Linked DNA regions of Mus musculus: all the other regions are linked to region 1. Evidence: chromatin contacts called from public promoter capture Hi-C data. All regions are on one chromosome and are shown on one strand. The core of a region is the stretch at or near the end of the contact, and the rest is flanking DNA. Distances in the headings are between cores, read along the strand shown.

Region 1 (3,042 bases), core at 287-2,786:
AAGAGGTGCAGGCATAGAACCAGCCCAGCATCCCCACCCCACCCCACCCCTGCAGACATCTGGGGCTGAAGGGTCAGGGCAGGGTCCTTCCCTGCTGCCCTGGGTACAGGCTTCCAGTCACCTTAATAGCATCCCTTCTCTTCTGTTCAGCCTGAGTGTGCGCACGCCGCCTCCGGTCTTTGTAGGACTCCTTGTAGGACTCCTGCTGATAATCACTGTCCTCATCATCTAAACTCAGAGATGGAGGAAGGAGAGATCACTTTACAGTACACTAAATCCAATTCGCCCACCCTTCCCCAGTTGGAAGGACCTGGTGCCCAGAGATGTTGAATAGAAAGAACCTAGTTAATCTCTGATGAGGTGAAAGACAGTGAGCCTCGGGCTTGGCACTGTTCCTGCCACCCCCATATGGAGAGCGGAGCTCCCTATCTAGGAAAGATACTAAAATGATGGAAGAGCTAAGTCTCCCCAGGTGTGCGACGGGCTATGTTGCTGCCTACCTGTGTTGGGGACAGAAGAGGCACTGGTGGAGCCGATGCTATTAGCTCTGGACACTACACTCCCCTTGTGGGTGCTTTCTACAAAAAGCCCTGGAAAAAAGAGGCCTCAAGTCACTAAGGATTGGGGAACACTGCCATGCCTTCAGTCACCTATGGGCACAATGGCTTCAAATGCTGACCTCTCGCCATCAACTCCAAAGCCAGTCACCACAGGCCTTCCATTTCATGCTGAAATGCTCCTGTCCCAGGGTCTACACTGCCCAGAGGACTTATTTCTGGCTCACACAGGAGCATCTGGATGCAGTGACTATGACCAGCTGTCACTGTTTCCATCATTTCCCATTCTAATGCAGAGGAACCAGGTGTGACCATGGTTGCTTCCTGCCTATTCTCCAGCTCCACCCTCACTTCTCAAGCCAAGTCCTTGGCGCAGTGACAGTGGACTGTGCTCAGGTGTGGCTGGCAAGACCATAAGAATCTACAGAGCCGAACCAGGAGTCATTCCTGACCCGCAGACAATGGAGAAGGCACTCACCAGGATCCAGGCTGTTGTCACTGTAGGCATACTCGACCTGCAGCACCAAGCAAGGGAGAAGCCTGTCAAACCTCTGCCTCTAGGAAGGCACGCGCAATCCGCGAAAGCTCATACCACAGGTGCAGGGACCACTGAATGGTTAAGCCAAGCCTTGGCTGGGCCTAGGGGGGCGTCGCCCCCTCTGTATGCTCCTACCGTCCCCGCCCCATCTCCCAGCTATGACCCCCTCGTTCCCGCACACACGCCCGTTTGTCTCCCCACCTTGGCACAGGCCGGGTGAGAGCTGTCTTCTCTGCAGCCCCGGGCCCCGGACAGCAGGGGAGACTCTGGGGATAGTTGGGGAGCCCCGCGTCTTCCGGACCCCCTACGTGCACGAGCCCGACCCGCCCTCCCCTCGCCGGCGTGCGCGTCCGCGAAGCTTGCCTTGACCCAAGGGTCCTCCGGAGAGGCGCCCGGCTCCGTCATCGTGAACCTACCGAACCGGAAACAAGCCAGCGGACTGGCCCCCAACCTCCAGGAAGAGGCGAGGCTCAGTCACGTGATCCAACCCACCAATCCGCAATTGTAGTCGTGAGCGGTGTGATAGCGCTGCGCTTGCGCCGCTCCAGTTTTTAACTGAATGTTGGAGGAGGCTAAATCTGGCCAATTCGCTTTAATGTAGGCAATGTCAGCCCCTAAGGGTCCCCACTGGCCTCCGAATGAGAATCTTCAATGGTGGCGATTTTCTGTGCAATGGAGCACCTCCAAAAAGATTGTCAGAGGGGCTAGAAGTGTAATTAGTTTAGTGGTAGAACCCGAGTGAGAGTACTAGCATCTGTCTGAACAGTGTGACACCTTGTACGCACGCGCACAGCTGGTCCGCCTGGCAATTGCTGCTGGGTCAAGAATTTCTCCTACATCACATGATCTGATCTAAGGGGGCACAAAGCCACCTCCAGCATCGGTCTCCCAACACTCAGCAGGTGCAGGACGCTAAGTCTTATAAAAATGCCTTTTAAGTTAAGCTTACAGTAAAGTCTATAACATACTCAAAAGCACATAACTAGTCACTGATAGGTTACACTTTACAGCACTCCTTGACTTCCAGCTCAGACCTTGCCCCTGAATTTGGAGTCTAACGTTCCAAAGGTATCTAGAGTCACTGGAGAGGAAACAGAAAACCACACAAGCAGCACTTGGAAACATCTTTAATTCAGTTACTGGGTCCAGACTTCACCAAACCCATCAACACTAGGTAGACATCACATCCACCACCAAAAAGCGGACAGAACCTCAGAGCGGATCGCTCCCCATTAGCTGTGTCCTCATTGCTGGACAAATTCCAGCATGCTAGGCGGACTTCCAAGCTTCTCTGTGTCCTGCACAGCTTAGCTTAAAGCCCCTGAGGCCAGATAGAGGGTAAACATCAAGGCCCCCATTTCTCCTCACCATTAGATTTGTTAGTTTCAAGGGCCAGTTTGGCGCCATAGAAAATCCACTGTCAGTTCCTGGTCTGGTAAGCCTTAGGGAGGCGCTTCTGTAGAAGATTCCACGCCTTTTCCACCTTTGGCCAGGCCAGAATGATACAAGAAAAGGCAAGGTCAGAAAAGCTAACCATTGAACCTTCCCTCCCCACAACCTAACCTAGTCTTTCCCTTTGCACCAACCTGGCTCTGTGTGACATGTGACTCCCACAAGGTGCTCAGAACCACGTTGCTCTGCTCTACCAGCTGCTGGCCGCTCATCTGGCTCTGCAGCCGGCTCTGAGCGGCTGCCTCACTTAGTCCATCCCTCTCAACAATGCGTCGAACAGCCTGGGCAATGGATGACACACGGGTCAGGAAGGGTCCTAGCCCAGTCTACTGGATCAGAGCAGGAGACCGTCTGCAGTGGGCTCAGATGGGGTGCAGTGGGGTCCAGATACCTCAGTCTCAGGGATGACGACGGTCCACACCTCGTGTACCATACTCTGCCAGCCAGCTTCAAGCAGCATAGCAGCATCGATTACACACAGAGTTTTTCCTGTGA
Region 2 (3,042 bases), core at 201-2,700, 2.9 Mb after region 1:
CTCTTTTTAAGAATTTTAGATATTACTTTAACAGTTTCTGTGCTTGATATAGGTTAAGTCCTTATTTATTTACTATAAATTGTGCATTACCTCTGTACAAATGGGAAACAAATTAAGCTCAATTTAGATCAATATACTGTTAATTTCTGTACAGAGCCAAGCTCAACATGGTAAACGATGATAATGTTTTCCAAAAATCATCTTCTTTGTGTGTGTGAAGTCATTCTTTTTTTGTTTTGTTTTTGTTTGTTTGTTTGTTTTGTTTTTTGGGTTTTTTTTTTTTTTTTGGTTTTTCGAGACAGGGTTTCTCTGTGTAGCCCTGGCTGTCCTGGAACTCACTCTGTAAACCAGGCTGGCCTCCAACTCAGAAATCTGCCTGCCTCTGCCTCCCTAGTTCCTTTCTTTTTCTTTTATTTATTATATATATATGTATGTATGCGTGTATATGTGTATATGTATGTGTGTGTGTGTGTGTATATATATATACTGTACCTGTCTTCAGACACTCCAGAAGAGTGAGTCAGATCTCATTACAGATGGTTGTGAGCCACCATGTGGTTGCTGGGAATTGAACTCAGGACCTCCTGAAGAGCAGTCGGTGCTCTTAAATTAACTGAGCCATCTCTCCAGCCCCTTCTTTCTTTTTTTTAAACAACATAACTGCTTCTGGTTCTTCAGGAAATTTCACCTTCCCACTTTCTCTAGGAATTAAACCCAGGACTTCAGACATGCTAATCAGGTATGTTGCTGGTGAGTTACAAGTCTTGTCATCTTACAAATCTTACTTTTTTGTTGTTTTGTTTTGTTTTTGTCCAGGCAAGGTTTCTCTGTAGCCTTGGCTGTCCAGAAACTTTGTAGACCAGGCTGCCCTCATACTCAGAGATCTACCTGCCTCTCCCTTCAGAGCGCTGGGATTAAAGGTGTGCGCCACCACCAGGCAAACTCTAAACACCCAAACACTAAAACTCACTGGAAATCTTTCAGTAGAGATTATTTTGTAAGGACCGGTTTTCACTATCCCCTTCCTCATTGGGATTATAGGAGTGTGCCACTTTTCCAGGTGCTCAAAGAGCAAACATTTTGTTTCGTTTGAGACAGGGTTTCTCTGTGTAGCCATGGCTGTCCTGGAACTCACACTGTAGACCAGGCTGGCCTCGAACTCAGAGTTCCGCCTGTCTGCTGGGATCAAAGGCTTGAGCCGCCACCACCGCGGGACGGAAGAGCTAACGCTTTTAATTTACAAATTGTGTAACTGTCGGGATGCAAACATAAACTTTCAGAGAGATGTCAACTCTGGGCACACACCCTTAGACGCCAAGGTGTGAATTCTGAGCCAATCGGAGCCGGGCCTGCTAGAGATCCTGCGGGGAGGACGAAATCAGCCAACCTCCGCGAGACTTTGGTGCGGTTCCTTCTTCCTCCGTCTCACAGGAACACGATTAATCTCGCGATCTTTGGGAAGTTCCGTTGGGGAAGATGGCGGCGGCCGCGAGCACCCTTCTCTTCTTGCCGCCGGGGACTTCAGACTGAGCCTTCCCCGGAAGAGTCGGGGCCGCTGGTGCGCCGCTTCCCCGGAGCCCAGGCTAACTTGGTTCCCCTCTGAGTGGCGGGGAAAGGCTCCCCGGCTCGTGGCGGACCCAAGACCTCCCCGCTGTCAGGATGAAGGCTCAGGGGGAAACCGAGGGTGAGTGACTGGGGGGTGGCGGGGAAGGAGGGGCGGTACACCGCTGCGGCGAGCCAATCCGAGAGAGGAGGTGGGGACCCACGCCCCTCCAGGGCCACCGTGCGTGGGACCGGATCCTGGTGGAATGTGCATCTTAGATCCCGACCGAGCCCTACAGATGCTGGAGCGCCTCCTCCGGGGCGCTGCTCCCCCGTCTCCTCCACTCGTGAAAGGTTTTCTGCGGGACGAGGGACGAGGAAGTTGAGCCTCAGGGTACTTTGAGCTTAGCCCGGTGGGACCCAAGGAGAGGGAAACTGAAACTTGTTGATGCTTTGTTCCAGGAGAGATCGCTGAAGATGACACTAGAACAATGTAATGTCAAAGTAATGGAGGGTGTTTTAGCCGGAGTGACTTGCTTGGTTCGATCTTCATCATAGTAAAAGCGGGCCGTTTATTACTTGGAAGGTCATAGTGTTCAAATACTGTGCTGTGTCTTTACGAACTGCTTTCAGTTGTGCACGACCGGTGGCTTTAAAGCTTGGGGGAGAGGTGTTCAGAACTATAAACTGGCAGGAACAATCCCCAAACCAGTTTCCCAGTTGAGGGAAGAAAAGGGAAGGGATAGAATCTTCTTTGTTTCTTGAGACAAGGTCCCCCTGCCTCAGCCTCCCAAGTGCGGGCTTACACACCTCTCGGCCAGCTAAGAGTTTGATTCTTGGTTCAGATACTCCCTCCCACGACCTGGACTGGCTTATCCAAAAATGAAGTCTCGACATTTGTAGCAAAGTGGACGATACTCAAAATAAGCCATATTAAGATAAATAGCACATTTTCTCTTATGAGGAATCTCGACGTAGGTATGTGTTGGTGTGTGTTGGTTGTGAAAACATGGGACCATGTGGGAACAAAGGAGGTCTGCAGGATAGAAAGGTTAGTGGAATATGAAATGAAGTGAGAGGTTTGGCTGTTTGGAGGTTGGGGCAGTGTGGCTCTCAGAGGGAGAGGACTTGGACCAAGTATAATGGCCTATATGTATAAGAATGCCAAAATGATATGCATTGCTTTGTATGTTAATTTAAAGATAATTTAGAGGCTGGGAATGTAGAGCAGTGGTTAGAGTAATGTCTTCTTGTCCATGGGTTCAATTCCCAGCACCAAAAGAAAAGGAAAAAGGGAGCCAGGTGTGGTGGCCCACAGCTTTAATCCCAGCACCTGGGAGGCAGAGGCAGGCGGTTTCTGAGTTCGAGGCCAGCCTGGTCTACAGCGTGAGTTCCAGGACAGCCAGGGCTACGCAGAGAAACCCTGTCTCCAAAAACCAAAACAAAACAAAACAAAAAAAACCCCTAATTATTTTTTTTTTAAAGATTTTATTTATTATA
Region 3 (3,042 bases), core at 138-2,637, 2.3 Mb after region 1:
TTTGAGCTCCACTCTGCAGTGGAGGCCTGCCTCTTCCCTTGTCCCCATGTGGGTGTGTCCAGCAGCTCCTGTCCTTGAATCTGCCTGGATGTCCCCGAGTGAGCATGTAGCTGTCTGTGTAGGCATATCTGTTGTCTGCATGTCACCTTTGCCTCCCCCTTCATCTTGGACAATGGCCCCCTTCATCCCCTCCCCCTCCTGGGTCCAGAGCCAGCATTCAGGGGCAGGCCTCCCGTCTCCCTGGCTTTCCTTCTGTGTGCTCCCCCCTCCAGTCCCTAAAATGGGTGGCTCTCTTCATTGCCTCTGACATCTTCCCAGGCCTTCTTTTCACACTGGACAAGGGAGGGCCCAAGATAGAAAAGGGGCACCAGAGACACGTTGCAAGGGAGGGAAACGGGGAGCATGCACGCGCGCGCGCGCGGACACACACACACACACACACACACACACACACACACACACAGAACACGGGTCCATTTCTTCCTCTCTTCCCCAACCACAGGCCAACAATTCTCCTAATCATCTAGGGACCATCAAGTACACCCCCACTACTACAAGCTCACACTCCCCCCACCCCACCCCACCCGCCGCGTTTTTGCAATTAGGAGTGTTGCAACCAGAAAGCCATGCTCAACTGGAGAGGTGGGGAGGGGAGGGGGGCTTCTCTCTCCTCCAGCCCATGCAAGCCCCTCCACCCTGCCGCACCCACATTGCCCTTCCTAGCTAGAGACAGCTTTGCAAAGGCCATTCGGTCTCTTTGGCTGGGGGGGTGGGGGGACACGACAAGCTTCTGGCACACCGTAAACAAACCGCGGCGGGGCGGGCGGGGGAGCCTCGGCAGGCAGCGGGGCCCAACCCGGGAATGCGCAGCAGACCGGCCGGACAGAGGCCGGGGCGGGCCCTCGAAGGGGAGGCCCAGACGCCATCTCCCTGGGCGAACCCCGGGGCCCACCGACCACTTAACAGCACCTTCTTTCCCCAGGGCGTAAGTGGCTAGCTCTCGGGCTGTGACAGGGTCACCCGGGCGCCGGAAAAGACTGAGGTCGGCGGCGGGAACCCCCTGGGCGCCCCCAGCCCGCCTCCAAGCTGGCCAGAGACCCGCGGCTTTGCATAATCAATCGCGATGCATTTGCATATTAATGCCCCCTTGCTCCCTCCTCCTTACCTCGGCTTGGCGCGCTGGTCCGAGCTGAGCAACGACGCGGGGGTCTCAGCGCCCCGTGCCGGGGGCGTCCATGGGGGGCCGGTGGGGCCCGGGCCGCCCGCCTCCAGCGCCGGGGTGTGAGTGCGAGTGAGCGCGGGGGGGCGGGGGGCGAGTGTGGCGGCCCCGCGGCTCCTCCGGCAGAGGCGGCGGCCGCTCTGGCTCCTCCCTCCCCCGCCCCGCTCCGGCTGGGGCTCCAGCTCCGCGCGCCCGGCCGGCTCGCGGCTGCTCCCTGCAGGCCGCCTCGCAGTCGCCGGTCCCCGCCCCTCGCCCCCCGCCGCTCCCCAGCTCCTGGCCGGCCGCCCCGCAGCCCCTCTACCGCCTTGGCCCCTACCAGGCTCAGACTCGCCCACCTCACCCCCGCCCCCCCTACGGCTCCATCCAGGAGCGACGGTCGGTGACACGTTTTGAGAAAGATGTCATTTTCAAATAAAATAGCTTTCATTTGCGAGGAGAATTGGGGGAGGGGGGTTCTGGTTTGCACCCTGGGGTAGGGGGAGAAGGACCGAGGAGATCACTGCACCTTATAAATCCGGGAGGAAGTCCAGATACCAAACGCTAAGGGTAGTTTCAGAGTTCGGGTCCCTTCTTTGCGAACAACTCCCTGTGTGACCTTGAACACATTACAGCATCCAGGGTAAGAGCACAAAATCCAAAGGTTGGACAGGTTACTTCTGAAATCCTCCTAACTTCAACCATCCTATTTCTAGCCGTTTTGGAGGCTCGTTCCACATTGTGCCTCCTCTCTCGTTTCTAACATTAATGCTGAATCCACTGTCTCCTCTTGCAAACGTCTCTGTTCTCCATGGAAGCTCTTTCTAGTCACTGCCCACCAGCCATTCCCCAACAATATACTCCTATACTAAGCTTGGGGAATGGGGGTGGACAAGACTCGCTACAGCCCCTTATCTCCCAGCTTCTCAGAGGTGATATTTCCTCTCCTGTGTATACCATCAAAATCCAAATGGTTCAAGGGCCAATCTAAGCAACAGAGTGGCTGCAAATAGGTGGACTCCTTTTCTCAAAGGAGAGGTCTCCATGCCAGTTCCGGACCCTTGCGCGCGCACGCGCGCGCACGTGCGCCAACCACACACACAAAACACACAACACACACACACACACACACATACACACACACACCTGCATTCGTGGACATAAAACCCTGCCAGTGACGCCAGAGCCCCTTTCATCTTGGGATCTACTACCGCCAGGCAGAGGTCTAATTACCCTAGCACCCCCCTCTGGCCCCGCCGGTTCCCCCGCTATCATTAGCCCAGTTTTACCAGCGGGGGCCATAGCCTTCCCACGGCTCCCAGGGCGGAGCCCTGCCTCCACAGCCTGCTCTTGGGGAGGAGCCAGAGAGTGTGTCTGGGGAGCTGCTCTTCTAACCGTTCAGTTCATACTGGATAGAATCGTTTGCTGAGTGGGTTGCTGACCAACAGTCTCTCCAAGTTGGGCTGCCCTTGCACATCTTAGTTCCAGCCACCTACATCCTGAGCCAATGGACTCACTTCTCTTACAAGGGGTTTTAAGGGTTTACAAGGGATGAGGAGAAGGGAGAATGCCTCTCGTGGGGCTCCCGATAGGGAAGGGACAGGAAGCTGGATGAGGGAGGAACGAAGTGGAAGCCTACGGTTACTGGGGATGGCAAGGGGGACTGAAGGACACACACAATGGTTGAAAGAAGCCTGCACTGTACAGCGGCAGCTGCAGTGGGGAAATTGAGGCTCCAGTGTGCAGAGTCAGCAAACAGTAAATGAACCAGCTCAGTCCCGGCTCCCAGCGGACATGCAACAGCTGTAGTGTAGAGAAGGCTGCAGTGTGCTCTCAGTGCACTGAGG
Region 4 (3,042 bases), core at 229-2,728, 2.0 Mb after region 1:
AACCCCCTCAGATGGCACCTGCCAGAAGGAAGGAGCAAGAAACCTGGATGTGCCAACCTGGCAGAAAGAGCCCTGCCTTCTCTTCCTTTGCTTTCTGAGCCTTTGGGGGAAGTCCAAGTCGCATGTTCTTTACCCCAGAGGTTCTTCTGAATTGTATGTCCCACTTCACCCCAGGGTGATGAGTGAAAGGCCCAGCCCCTGGCTCCTCACACCTCTCACCTGAGACTGGGTGTGTGGATCAGGCTCTGGATCAGGAACAGAAAGGAACCGTCCCAACACACACACACACACACACACACACACACACACACACACTGCCTCCCGCTCGAATACACATACCATCCTTATCACACAAACGTGCACAAGCACACCATCCTTATCACCCCCACAGACACTTGCACACACGTATGCACATGCGCATGTACACACACACCATCCTTATCACCCCCCACAGACACATGCACACACGTATGCACATGTGCATGTACACACACACACACACACACACACACACACACACGCACGCACACCTTATCATCGCAGTCATCTAACTCTAGATGACAAATGTAACTGAATCAGGTCATTTAACTTACCTCAGGAGCCAGGCTTACCACTGAGGCCAAGGCCCCTCTTCCCAAAGAAGTACTTAGGAGGTTTGAGATGAAGAGGTGGGGTAGGTTTCCCTCGACCAGTGGCAACTGGTGCTGGGATTAAATGCCAGCATTCTTGGCTGTTTCTAAGCTCTGCCACGTACCTCCCTTCTCCTCAACTCACAGGGGGCATTGACGGGCCTTCCAGGCCAGCCAGAATGGGAACTAAGTTGCAGGGAGGAGGGTGTTTGGGAAATGTGGCCGAGGGAAGGTAGGTGTACCTTACCAGAGGTCTGCAGGCTTTCCTGGATGGCTTCGATTTCCGACAGCTCCGTGCACACGCCTTGCCCGTGCATCAATGTACGCAGGGGCTTCTCCACCCCCCGGGGAGGGTAGCAGCGCATGCCTGAGCCACAGCGTGGGGTGTACACCCCGCAGGGCATCCCCAAGCCCAGGGCGCAAGTGGCGCAACAACCGCAGCCTGGCTCCCGCACCAACTCCTCGCAACCCACGGGGGGGCGGCAGCGCGCCAGCTTCTCCTCGGAGCAAGGGGGGCAGTGGATGGCTTCGTCGCCCAGGCTCGGCCGAGGCCCTGCGGCCAGCAGCAGGGCGGCCACGAGGCCGAAGGGCAGCATGGCGAGGACGAGGGTGGGGCGCAGGAGGGGAGCGCGGGCTCGCGAGCGGGCTGCAAGGGACCCGGAGGCAGCGCCCAGAGAGCTTAGAGAACCAGACCCGGAGGGCGCAGGGACACGGGGCGACCCCGGCAGGCAGAGACGGAGCCGGGGAAGTTAGCAAGCACGCTGGAGCAGAGCGAGCCTGGCCACCGAGGCGCTGCGCTGCATCCTCGGCCGGCCCAGCAGGCGGCGGGGGGCAGGGGGCTGAGCGGCTGCCCGGGACCGGCTCCCGGGACTTTATACCGGCCCCCTGGCCACACCCCCAGCGCCGTCCCCGAGGTGGGAGAGCAGGGGAGGGCGAGGGGGAACTGGAGCAATGGAGCGGGAGAAGAGGCCGTTAGGGGGGAGGGGGCGCTGGCCTGAGTCGCCGCCACCGCTACAACATCTGAAAGTCCTTTGCCCCGCCGAAGAAAGCGACGCAGTTTGGAAGCGGTGGCCTGCGCGCGGAGAGCCTCTGAGCTGGACCCTGAAGAGGAAGCAGGGCGAGGGGAAACGAAGGGGATGTTGCTTTGCCCCCCTCCCTCGACCTCGAAGGAGTCCTTCCCAGACACCTAGGAGATCCTCCTGCTGCCACAGAAAACCTGACCTCATAGCGGATTCAAGATTCTCTTGTTCAGTTCCCATCCCTGGCCAGAGTCCTCCGGTCACCCCCACCCACCCCCCGGGTATGTCCAGTCAACCTCTAGAGACCGCGCTAAAGTGGGACAAGGCGACTAAGCACTCTGTAAAGGGTCCAGGAGAGTTCTGGCCTCAAGGTGCTAATAGGCAGTCTTCTCACTTGCCCCTGAACCCCTGTCGCTTGACCCCCGCCCCTGGTTCCATTTGGGCCTTGCTGCACTCTGCTTCCAGAACTCCAGAACAAAGTGCCAAGCCTCTTCCTCCTTCCTAGATGTTGTTCCCTCTACCGCCCTGCTTAGATTCTGGAAGGAGACTGCCATTGGCTTTGTACAAGATGTGAGTCGAACAACTCCAGGGGGCTCCACTTCATGTACTCATTGTGTGTTTGCATAGTTACTGCAACAGTTTCCCAGTAGATGGCAGTCAAAGATTTCCAGAAAGAGAAGCGGCCTTTTAATTTTCCCGACGCCACTTTGCCCCTGGGTGATAAAGGGATTATTGATAAATATATCCCTTCCCCTCGCAGCAATTCTGTTGGAAACGGGAATTGATCTAGAGTCGCGTTTGGAGGAGAGACCCACCTCCTACCACCTTCTTTTTCATTTCTCCCTACGCCTCCTCATCCTCCCCAACCAAGGAGTTCGCTTCTTGTGTCTGTCCAGGCACAGTCGGAGGACCGAAGGATTTTGCGGGTGGATGGGGTCCGGAAGGGTTGGGCTAAACATCCAAGGAGCAACCAACCTAAAGATTTCCTAGACCTCTTCCGGTTCTTTGTCCCAGAGTCGGGGTCTTTCAGCCTCGGAGGAATTAGGCCACCTCCCACTTTCTGCACCGCAGACTGTTGGCGCGGTTGGAGGGAGAAAGGCACCAAGACCCGGACCTGGAAGACTGATCAAAAAGTTGCGAACTGACGGCACCTACTGGCAACCTCTAAGACTGCAGGAGGGTTGAAGTGATAGGATTCCTTCCCTCAGTCCCATCGCAAGGATAAAGTTGGGTCTCTCCTGTCTCATCTGCCATAGAGAAAAGTGAACAGAACGGGTTCTTGAAGCTCCTGGGGGAAGACAGCGGGTTTTTTGTTTTTGCTTCTGTTTTGTTTTGTTTTTGATTCGGAAGCCAGTCCCTGCCCCCATCCTCGTCCTTAAACCCAGTCAGCCTTA

Evidence for each region. Promoter capture Hi-C pulls out the DNA fragments that hold promoters and counts their contacts.
Region 2: a contact with region 1 is called in a promoter capture Hi-C map of pre-B cells, with 2.7 times the contacts expected there. The contact joins the promoter of Med1 here to the promoter of Mlx in region 1. A contact is called at or near these places in 2 of 39 promoter capture datasets (cranial neural crest and pre-B cells).
Region 3: a contact with region 1 is called in a promoter capture Hi-C map of pre-B cells, with 5 times the contacts expected there. The contact joins the promoter of Thra here to the promoter of Mlx in region 1. A contact is called at or near these places in 3 of 39 promoter capture datasets (the C10 cell line, liver and pre-B cells) and 1 of 115 datasets of contacts at active chromatin or transcription factors (embryonic forebrain).
Region 4: a promoter capture Hi-C map of hippocampal neurons shows a contact between it and region 1, with 6 times the contacts expected there. The contact joins the promoter of Igfbp4 here to the promoter of Mlx in region 1. A contact is called at or near these places in 2 of 39 promoter capture datasets (hippocampal neurons and pre-B cells) and 1 of 115 datasets of contacts at active chromatin or transcription factors (astrocytes).

What each region holds. Positions count from the first base shown.
Region 1 is chr11:101,085,784-101,088,825 of GRCm38.p6, reverse strand. Mlx (MAX-like protein X) reads right to left here and starts at 1,536. Exons shown (of 8, transcript NM_001159385.1): 1 at 1,459-1,536; 2 at 1,036-1,072; 3 at 501-590; 4 at 122-228. The coding sequence starts at 1,500. It overlaps Coasy (Coenzyme A synthase), which reads right to left. Exons shown (of 10, transcript NM_001305982.1): 8 at 2,939-3,036; 9 at 2,682-2,828; 10 at 2,207-2,578. The coding sequence ends at 2,516.
Region 2 is chr11:98,191,701-98,194,742 of GRCm38.p6, reverse strand. It overlaps Med1 (mediator complex subunit 1), which reads left to right and starts at 1,450. Exons shown (of 17, transcript NM_001080118.1): 1 at 1,450-1,684. The coding sequence starts at 1,660. Gm38963 (a long non-coding RNA gene) reads left to right here. Exons shown (of 4, transcript XR_880193.2): 4 at 706-807.
Region 3 is chr11:98,740,130-98,743,171 of GRCm38.p6, reverse strand. It overlaps Thra (thyroid hormone receptor alpha), which reads right to left and starts at 1,387. Exons shown (of 10, transcript NM_001313983.1): 1 at 1,166-1,387.
Region 4 is chr11:99,039,680-99,042,721 of GRCm38.p6, reverse strand. It overlaps Igfbp4 (insulin-like growth factor binding protein 4), which reads right to left and starts at 1,478. Exons shown (of 4, transcript NM_010517.4): 1 at 877-1,478. The coding sequence starts at 1,225.